Regions from separate parts of the Mus musculus genome. Here regions 1 and 3 are each linked to region 2. Evidence: chromatin contacts called from public promoter capture Hi-C data. All regions are on one chromosome and are shown on one strand. The core of a region is the stretch at or near the end of the contact, and the rest is flanking DNA. Distances in the headings are between cores, read along the strand shown.

The links. Promoter capture Hi-C pulls out the DNA fragments that hold promoters and counts their contacts.
Region 1: a contact with region 2 is called in a promoter capture Hi-C map of pre-B cells, with 6 times the contacts expected there. A contact is called at or near these places in 2 of 39 promoter capture datasets (liver and pre-B cells).
Region 3: a promoter capture Hi-C map of liver shows a contact between it and region 2, with 4 times the contacts expected there. A contact is called at or near these places in 6 of 39 promoter capture datasets (the 3T3-L1 cell line, hippocampal neurons, liver and 1 more).

The regions. Positions count from the first base shown.
Region 1 is chr19:23,272,378-23,275,623 of GRCm38.p6, forward strand. Smc5 (structural maintenance of chromosomes 5) reads right to left here and starts at 1,520. Exons shown (of 25, transcript NM_001252684.1): 1 at 1,257-1,520. The coding sequence starts at 1,441. Gm33950 (a long non-coding RNA gene) reads left to right here and starts at 1,531. Exons shown (of 2, transcript XR_386613.2): 1 at 1,531-1,628; 2 at 1,847-1,982.
Region 2 is chr19:21,102,714-21,105,974 of GRCm38.p6, forward strand. 4930554I06Rik (RIKEN cDNA 4930554I06 gene) reads left to right here and starts at 1,997. Exons shown (of 2, transcript NR_126458.1): 1 at 1,997-2,039; 2 at 2,280-2,825.
Region 3 is chr19:23,139,739-23,142,863 of GRCm38.p6, forward strand. It overlaps Klf9 (Kruppel-like factor 9), which reads left to right and starts at 1,488. Exons shown (of 2, transcript NM_010638.5): 1 at 1,488-2,521. The coding sequence starts at 2,017.

The DNA of each region.
Region 1 (3,246 bases), core at 270-2,769, 2.2 Mb after region 2:
ATAACCAGATTGGTTAGCCAGAGCCAGACTTGGGAAGAACTAGGACACACTCCTCCACTCTCAGGCCTCACAATCTATAGGCAGATCTTATCAAATAACCCTTTCAGCTCTGCATTCTTGCTTTCTTACTTTAAATATTCTTGCTTGCTATCTGGCACCCTTTCAAAATCACAGGTTCCCGACCGCCTGCCTGCAGGATGATGCTGGAGTTCTTTAGTATAGTAACAGACAAGCCGGAACAATCGTTTCCAACCTCTATTCACCTATGTTCTTACATTCTACCTAAGGTCACTCACGAAACATTACAAACTGGCTTTCAGGCAGTTCCTTCTTTGGGTAATCGTCTTCCCTCCTTTTCTACTTTAGTATCTTCTTCACAAAGCTCTGATGGTTGGGGATGGACTTAGCCTTTTCAGTCTGTGCCTCCCATGAAATCCTGGGTAGATAAGTTACAGCAGATAACCTCATGCTGAGTACAGTTACCTTTCCTGATCAGGATTCAAATTAGCAATTTTGCTATTAGAATCTATACAGACCGGGGCAAAAAAACAATAGCCATGAGTTTATGTCATCAACAAAGACAGGTAGAAACGCAGCGATGTGTAAATAAAACAAACGAACACCTGATACACAACTGCTTGAAAAAAAAATGGTATTGTTATTAAGGGTCTATAAATTATGCAAGCCTACATTTAAGAAAAAATACCTCGAAAAGATAACTCTAAGATGATAAACAGATAATGATATTTCTGGTAACATTTAGAATCTACTCAACTAGTTGGGGTCGGGGCAAGGAAGAAAGGAGGATTGGACGGGGCAAGAATCTGCAAGGAGGTACAAAAACTGGGAACACGATTTTTAATTTCTTTGGTACACTCTAATCTCCAATCAACAACCATTACCATGTCATCTGCCCATTCTGGAAATCGTGTACACTTTTTAAAATTTGCCACTCTGCTGTAACTGTCGAGTTTTGTGAAGTGCACAGGTCCGTGGTAGATCGAGATTCGCAGATTAACAAACTAGAGACCCGGCCCCTTCGTATCTACTGCCTAGAGCCGACGCCTTCCAAAACCACTGGGTGGATAAAAACATCAGGCCACACGCCTACTACAGCCAACACGGCCAGTCTTCGTGGCCTAGGCAGGGAATGCCTCAGGGTTAGCCTGGCACAGGTTCCCCACCGCCGGGCACAGCCCACCGCCCCGGGCCTGCGGGCCGCTTGCTCCCGCCCAGCGCGGCCTGCCGCCACTCACAAGAAGTTCTCCATGGCGATGCGGACGATTGAGCCCTCGACGAAGGTCCCGGACGGCCGCGGCAGCGTCGGCAACGGGTTCGAGTTCTTTCTCTTGCTCGGGACCTCGGAGGAAGCATCTCTCGGGAGAGACCGCTTGGAAACCTGGGGGTTGGGGGGAGCAGCCTTCCCGCTCGGAGTCGCCATCCTGGCTTCCTCCGCGTCCCGCAGCGGCTTCCGTTCCCGGCGAGCCGCAGCCCAGGAGCCTCCGCGCCCGGCTCCCGCGCTAACTGACCCCGCCTGACCCCGCCCCCGCGGCCCCGATGCGCTTGCGCGGTTCCGCCCCGCAAACCCGAGGCCACGCCCCGACCAACGCTCCCCGGTGGCCTCAGAGGTGCGATGTGTGTGTGTGTGTGTCTGTGTGTGTGTGTGTGTGTGTATGTGTCTCTGTGTGTGTCTCTGTGTGTGTCTCTGTGTGTTTCTCGTGTGTGTGTGTGTGTGTGTGTGTGTGTGTGTGTGTGTGTGTGTGTGTGTGTGTGTGTGTGTGTTACTACTTTGCAACGGTCCCTCCCAGAACTCCAGGCTTCATCTGTCTTATGTTCTACATTGCAGTTTCCTTCCCTGGTGCTCAAATGAACTCCAAAGAAAAGATGCCTGTTGACTGTGCCTGTTGTTGGAAGCATGGCACTAACAACCATCTGATGCTCTCAAGATTGTGAAGAGTGTATTAATTACTTGCCCACTCACACTTCCTAGTCCTTTTATTGTATAATTTATTTATTTTTATTTTATGTGCATTGATGTTTTGCCTGCATGTATGTATGTCTGTGTGAGGGTGTCAGATCTCGGAGTTACAGACAGTGGAACCCAGGTCCTCTAGAATAGCAGTCCGTTCTCTTAACCACTGGGCCATCATGCTATCTCCCAGCACATACATTTATTTATTTATTTGAGACAGACTCTTTATATAGCTCTAGATGGACTACTACTCACTAGAGAGCCCAGGCTGGTCTTGAACTTTTACTACTTCTGCTTCCTTAGTGCAGCCACCAGTTCCAGTGCAGCCACCAGATGGCCTCTCCCTTCAGGGTTTCTTTTTTCTTTTCTTTCTTTCTTTTATTTAATTAAGCATTTCACTTATTTACAACCCAAATGTTGTCTCTCTCCCCCCCCCAGAGTTCTTCCCCCCCCCCCCCATCGCTCCTCCTCTTTGACTCTGAGAGGGTGCCTCTCCCTTGGTATCCCCCCTCCCTGGGGCATCCAGTCTCTGCAGGACTAAGCACATCCTCTTCCACTAAGGCCAGACAAGGCTGCTCTCTGCTACATATGTGCTGGTGGCCTTGGACCAGCCCATGTATGTTCTTTGGTTGGTGGCTTATTCTCTGGGAGCTCCTAGGGGTTCAGGTTAGTTGATATTGTTGGTCTACCTATGGGGTTACCATCCCCTTCGCTTTCTTCAATCCTTCCTTTAAATCTTCCATAGGGGTCCTTTCAGGGTCTTTAAATTCCCTGCTTCTTTAGGAATGGCTCTACCTCCCTGTGCCCATGTTCATCTCATTAGCCCTTTCAAAGATTATGCCCCTGAAGCCCATAGGCAACATTCACCCAACCAATAATAACCGGCCAGAGACTAGGGTAATGGGGAAATAAAGATAAACCATTAAATAGTTTTAAGTAGGAGAGGCCTGTGATCTAATTAAAGCTTTTCAGTCATTCTGCTTGCTGTGTGGAAAACTCATTGAAAGGAGACCTGGGGAGGCCAGTTAGAAATCCCATGCAGTAGAGTCCTCTTTTGACCACTAGAACCAACACTCCTTTTTGCAGGCCCCTGCTTCTTTCTCTCATACAAATGGAATCTGCTCAGTAAAAGTTAAAATGAAAGAAAACATAATCATTGTAGAAAGCATATAAACTTGTTATGGGTACTTGATGTGTGTGTGTGCCTCTGTGTGTGTGTGTGTAAAAATTAAGGAATACCTTGTAAAATGTTCAAGTAACAGGAAGAAATAAAA
Region 2 (3,261 bases), core at 747-3,246:
ACCTCCACGTTGCAGTCTTTCTGTCTGAGCCTCCTTAACGTTGGGATTACAGGTGGGCCACCAGATGTGGTGCTAGAACTTGATTTTTAACATATTCTAAACAGGGCTATCACACTGTAATGTTGCCCCTTTCCTGGCTTCATGTCCCTTAGTAGTTCTTTACTAGTTCACAAAACTGTGAGGGGTAATTGTTGCACATAAGCTGTCCTCTTCTGTAAGAAATACAATCCCAGCACTTAGAGGAAGGTCATGAGTTTTAAGTTTAGCCTGAATGTGAAACAATGAAGCTTAGTGGATAAACCTAGGTATTATACATCATTTTCCCTGTTGCTGTGAGTAAATGCCTTGGTTAGGACAAAGGCAACTTAAAAATGGGCTTTAATGGGTTTTATTTTTTATTTTGACATACAGTTCGAAGGGATACAGTCAGCCATATTAGTGAAGCTACGGCAGCAGAAACCTAAATCAGTTGATCATATTTTCTAGCTTAAAAGTATGTAGGGATTAGAAGGCAGACTAAAAACTGCTACTAAAAAACAAAACCCAAACAAACAAACAAGCCTTTAAAACTCCCAAACTCCACCATGTCTGAAGGGACTGTAGCCAGCCTGAGCATGGTACACGTGACTCTGCCTGGTCTTGTCCTTTCCCCCATTCTCTCTGCCTTACTAAAGGCCATTAGATTACATCCCTAAAAGCTGGCTTCCAAGGTCTATTCTCTTATTTGGCTACTTCTTCCTCTTGAGGCTGACCACCAAGCTCTATCAAAGTATTGAAGTCCAGCAATCAAAAGCCCCTTAGCCTGTACAGTTAAAATTAAACACCTCATTCTAACACAGCGTTTCCCCCTTTACATTTATAAACTGCCCTTTGCTTGTGTGTCTGTCTCCTCTCTAGCCAGAGGTAGTCCTCTGACCCAATCCAGGACATACCCCTGCCTCCTCTCCCTTGTTCCCTTCTCCTGTTTCCTTGACCTTTATCTCCTGTCTTTGTCTCTTATTCTCTGCCTTTGTCCCTCTGGGGCAAATAAATCTCCACTGTGCAGAGAACGTGGTCTTGGGGCTTCCTGAGCCTAGACTATTCCCTTACAAGGTCAAGTCCCACACCTAGTGATGTAATTCCTTTGGTGAAGCTCCCTCTCTTAAGGACTCCATAACCTTCTTACAAAACAGTGTTACCAACTGCTGGCAATAGGCATTTCACATTCAAACTGCAACAACCCCCAGCTACCTCAGATACCCAGGAATGTGGGTAGATGGATGTCAGTGGTTGAGGTCCTCATATGTAGAACCATCAGAAGGATAAGTTATATGTCTTATAAAAGACCATACACTAGATAGCTTTGGGGGGGGGGGAACAATTCTTGTTTCTCACAGTTCTGGAAGATAGGATGTTCACTTAGCAGACTGATTTCTAAAGAAGCCTGCTTTGTCATAGATGGCTCCTCCTCTGTGTCCTCTCATGGTGCAAGAGGTCACTAGTTCTCCAGGGCCTTGATTATAAGGACATTAATTCCATGAATGTGGACTCCACACTCCTATCCTAGCTTCCTTCCATAGACTTTATCTGTTAACACCACCTCTGTGGGACTAGGATTCCAATATATAATCTGAGGCAGCTACAAACTTTTAGTCTTTGAAAGAGCTGCCCAGAATTCCGATAGAGCAAGAAGTGGAAGAAAACGGGAGTACTGTCGGATTGTATCAACGGATGGTTCCTTCATGACTCAGAAAACAAGTGAGGGGACCATCTGCGGGTATTTGAGGTCACAAGGTTCTATTGGAGGCCACAGTACCACCCCGCCCCATCACGTGATAATAGAACCTGAGTACAGTAGATAGAACAGGAAAATACCAAGGGCACGCCCCTTCTGTGATGCAAACCACACTGGTCCTTGTAGTCTGATAGCAGGAGCAAGAGGAACAATAACATACTCTCCTATGACAAGTCAAGGAGGGAACAAACAGTAAAGCCAGCAGGCATCAAGGGAGCAGGCAGTCTCCTCAATGCCCAGAGTGGCACTAGTAACCACCCCAGGAGTGAGTCACTGGCATGGGGGAGGGCTGAGGAAAGGCTGCAGCTCTCGCGCACGCTGGGCTGGTAAACAACCCCAAAGGATCAGAGCCAAACCAGGAAATGCCAGAATATCAACCTGTGGTTTCGGGGTGGATGCCTGGGCCCCACCACAGGGCTGCTACAGGGGTAGTGTCTGGAGATAGAATCCAGAAGGTTCCATTTTAAGCAAGGTTTGAGAAGATCTTTGTTTTTTAAATCAGTAGAACCCAAGGACAAGCAACGGAGCACCTTGGGCTGGACTCTTAAGTTGGGAGACTTTGGAGCCACAGTCTAGCCTCGCTCTCAAGAGGAAGACCAGCTAGGGGTCAAGGGAAGACCCCCAGGGGTAAATCTGCTCATCCAGTGCTTAAGAAAACCCACTTCAAATGTGATATTAGGCCCATCGCCAAGGCCTGACTCAGCTTCTCTCCATGGCCTGTGCTGGGTGTTTGCTTAGGGTTACACTGTGGGCAGGACACAACCAGGAAGAGAAGAGAAGACCTCTTCACCCGCAATGTCCATGGGTACCTGTGTCTGCCCACCCGGAGGCCTTGCTGGCTTAACTAGAAGCATGCTGGCTATTTGAAAGTTTTGTTATTGTTATTCTCTTTGGTCTTGTTTTTATCGTGATTTGGTTTGGTTTTCCACGGGAGTTTGTTTCTGGGTTTAGACGCCTGATTTACTTTCTTCTAAAGCACCCAGGAGGGATGGGGAAATGCTTTGGGTCAGAATACAACATTTAAAAGTAAACGAATGAACTGAGAAGTTAATCTTACTGACTTAAATTTTTATTTCTTCTCTTGTAGATTAAGTTTTGCAAAACAGAGCTTGCTCAATTAAGTAGGATCTTAAAAATCTGAACATGTAGAGGTAGTTTAATTGTATCCATTGAGGGTTTTTTTTTTGTTTTTTGTTTTGGGGTTTTTTTGTTTTTTTGTTTTTTTTTTGCCCCACCCCTTCTCTGTTTGACATAGAGAATCACTGGAATGTATTAAAGACATCAGAACAAAGCCACTGTCTAAGACAAGTTGCATAGGAAATGAAACAATAAAGGTTGAGCAGGGCAGTGTGTTAAATTGAGTCCTAAAATGAGAACCCCAGTCAGGAGAATTGACTAGATCTTCACAAGGTCCTCTCTTCTTCTTCTTCCGGTGTTCAATGTTACCATTTTGTAGATCCTGCTCCCCCACTCTCTCTCCCCTCCCT
Region 3 (3,125 bases), core at 238-2,737, 2.0 Mb after region 2:
AACTCAGAAATCCGCCTGCCTCTGCCTCCCGAGTGCTGGGATCAAAGGCGTGCACCACCACCGCCAGGCAATGGAGGGATTGTAAACCCGCAGTGTTGACTGTATGCCCTGCTGTAGATCCTTAGCTATCATGATGGAAAACAACCCAGCACTCATCTCAGGAAGAAGCACACTGAGTTCATCAGACTCCCAACCCCACACTAATTGTTGACCAAGTAAAGCCACAAGATTCAGTTGTTAAGGCTCTCTGGATGATTCCAGTTCTCAGGACTATTTAACACAGTTAATATTTCACAGGGGTGGCTCCTCTAAAGCAGAGTCAGGAATCGGGAACCCTGTGCTTTTTTTTTTTTTTTTTTTTTTTTTTTTTGAGTTCTGCGGTCGTCTACCTGATAAGGTAGACCAGTCTTGTTCTCTACAATTGTGAAGCAAGAGGAAGGAAAGGCTTGCCCAGCAGGAACAGGGAGGAGTCCCTACAAAGAAAAGGATTTTTTCAAGTTATGCAAATGCAATGTCTTATTGGTCTCAGTTTATGGGTTAAGATAGCTTCAAGACAGAGCGAATTTAGAGTCAAAGGCGCCCAAGGAAGTAGGAGGTTTAGCAAAATGCCAAGATGGCGGTGCTTTTGTGTAAGAACCATTTAATACGGAACCGGATCTTTTGTTAGCTGTGAAAAATTTTAGATGAATTTCTCTTGGTTAATGTGTGGGGTGAAAGAACTTTTAAACATCTAAGTGCTGCATTCCAAACAAGAACGAATTGATGCTGTCTCATCCGAGTCTGTCCTTGGACAACGTGGCCTGCCATATCGAGGGTTTAAAATTTGACTCACACTTAGTTTATTAAGCACCCCGTCCTTCCATCTATATTTTAGAGTTAGCACCAGCAACACAAATATGAAAAGATCTGTCCGATTCACTTCTGCTCCGCAGGTTTACAAGTGTCGGGCGCTTCCTTTTGGAACGCCCTTCTGATTGGCTGAGCCAATGCCAGTGACATCAACCAACTTACTTTTGATTGGAAGCCTGGTTGCTGGGACTGTAGCGTTTGCAGGAAGTCACTTAACTGTTTGAGGGCTGGGAACCCGAAGTTGAAGTTCTGTTTCGTCCCTAGGGATGGGCGTAACTGCCTAGGGGAGAAGCGTTCCCAAGCCACGCCAGCTGGCACGTGGGCCGGGAGGCGTAGGCGCGCGCGCGGTCTGGGCGGCATCTGCGGGGATGCGCAGCCGCTGGTTGCCGGGCTCCGAGCAGTTTCCCTTTTAAATGTCAGCGTTCGGGGCTGGAGGGGCAGCACGCGGCGGCGGAACGGAACGGTCGGATTGGCCGCGCGCCGTAGTTCTAGACGCACCTCTCCACCGAAGGGCCCTTCTGACTGGCAGGGGGAGAAAGTAAACAGAGTTGAATCACCCTCCCCACTGGCCAATTGGAGGGGGCCTGGATTGTGACGTGATGGGATTCTGCGAAATTGTTACTGAGCTGGAGAATGCCGGAGAGGCGCGGCGCGGCAGGACCAGGGGCTCAGCGGCCGTCGGCGGACGCGGGAAGAAGTGTCTCGTAGGCGCGGAGCCCCACTCAGCCCCGGCCCCCCTCGTCCGCGTACTCGGCTGATGCCCCGGGGCGTCAGCTCGGCGGAGAGGCGGTCGAGGACGTGCGCCTGGCTCGCAGTTGGCTTTCTCTGGGACTCCGACACGTTTGCAGTCGAATAAACTTGCGACCGCCACGTGTGGCATCTCTCCGAGGAGGGCGCGCCCATCGTGGGATCGCGCGGGGCGCCGGGCAGGGCGGCGGCGACAGCGGCGGAGCCGGCCGCGGCTGCTGCGTGCGGAGGCGCTGCCGGTTACGTAAAGATGAGGGGCTGAGGTCGCCTCGGCGCTCCCGCGAGTCGCAAGCTCCCGCGCCCCCGCCCCCTCGGCCGCGCCGCACCGCGCTCGTCGTCCGAGGCCAGGGCAGGGCTAGCCGAAGCTCCGCAGCCACCTTCAAGTTTGGCCGCACCGCCCGGGCTGCCGTCGCCCGCACCATGTCCGCGGCCGCCTACATGGACTTCGTGGCTGCCCAGTGTCTGGTTTCCATCTCCAACCGCGCCGCCGTGCCGGAGCACGGGGGCGCTCCGGAAGCCGAGCGGCTGCGACTACCTGAGCGCGAGGTGACCAAGGAACACGGTGACCCGGGGGACACCTGGAAGGATTATTGCACGCTGGTCACTATCGCCAAGAGCTTGTTGGACCTCAACAAATACCGACCCATCCAGACCCCCTCGGTGTGCAGCGACAGTCTGGAGAGTCCCGATGAGGATATAGGATCCGACAGCGACGTGACCACCGAATCTGGGTCGAGTCCTTCCCACAGCCCGGAGGAGAGACAGGATTCTGGCAGCGCGCCCAGCCCACTCTCCCTCCTCCACTCTGGAGTGGCTTCGAAGGGGAAACACGCCTCCGAAAAGAGGCACAAGTGCCCCTACAGTGGCTGTGGGAAAGTCTATGGAAAATCCTCCCATCTTAAAGCCCATTACAGAGTGCATACAGGTTAGCGGCGTCGCCTCTCCCCCGCTTCGGGCTTTAGCTAACCTTTGGCCGGCCAGCATTCCTGGGCGCCCAGGACACCGCACTCGGCCTAGAGGCTGCAAACATTTTGGAGAAGATGCTGCTTAACTCCTGCACTCTCTCCTTACTTGGCTCCAACCTTTAGGAGCCACCCGAACCCACCCCCACCCCCCCAACCGCCGCTCTGAGCAAGTGGCTTGCGTGGCTCGGCCTGGAGCCGGCCCGCCCCTCCCTTACCCGCCCCGCCCCCGGGACTCCGTACCCCGCCGCTGCGGGGTCGCCCCACCTGGGGAGACGCTGGGGGGTAGGGTAGTCAAATGGCGCAGCTTTTATCCCATTCCCTGGTGGGGTTGCAACGGAGGGGTCGGCCTGGGAGGGGAGCCGCACTCTGCGTGAATCGTTTTAGGATGACTAAGGACTCATTTAACTGGATGGCGGCTACTTTTCAGGGCTTGCCAAGGTGGTTTTAAATTTGGCTAAGAGTCCCCTGAGAGGTTTAAAATAAAACTGCTTCAGGCTGCAGGGGAGACTGATGAAGGAATGGATGGTGGATTAACTTCTTGACTAGTTAGCTTTCCTAAGGAAC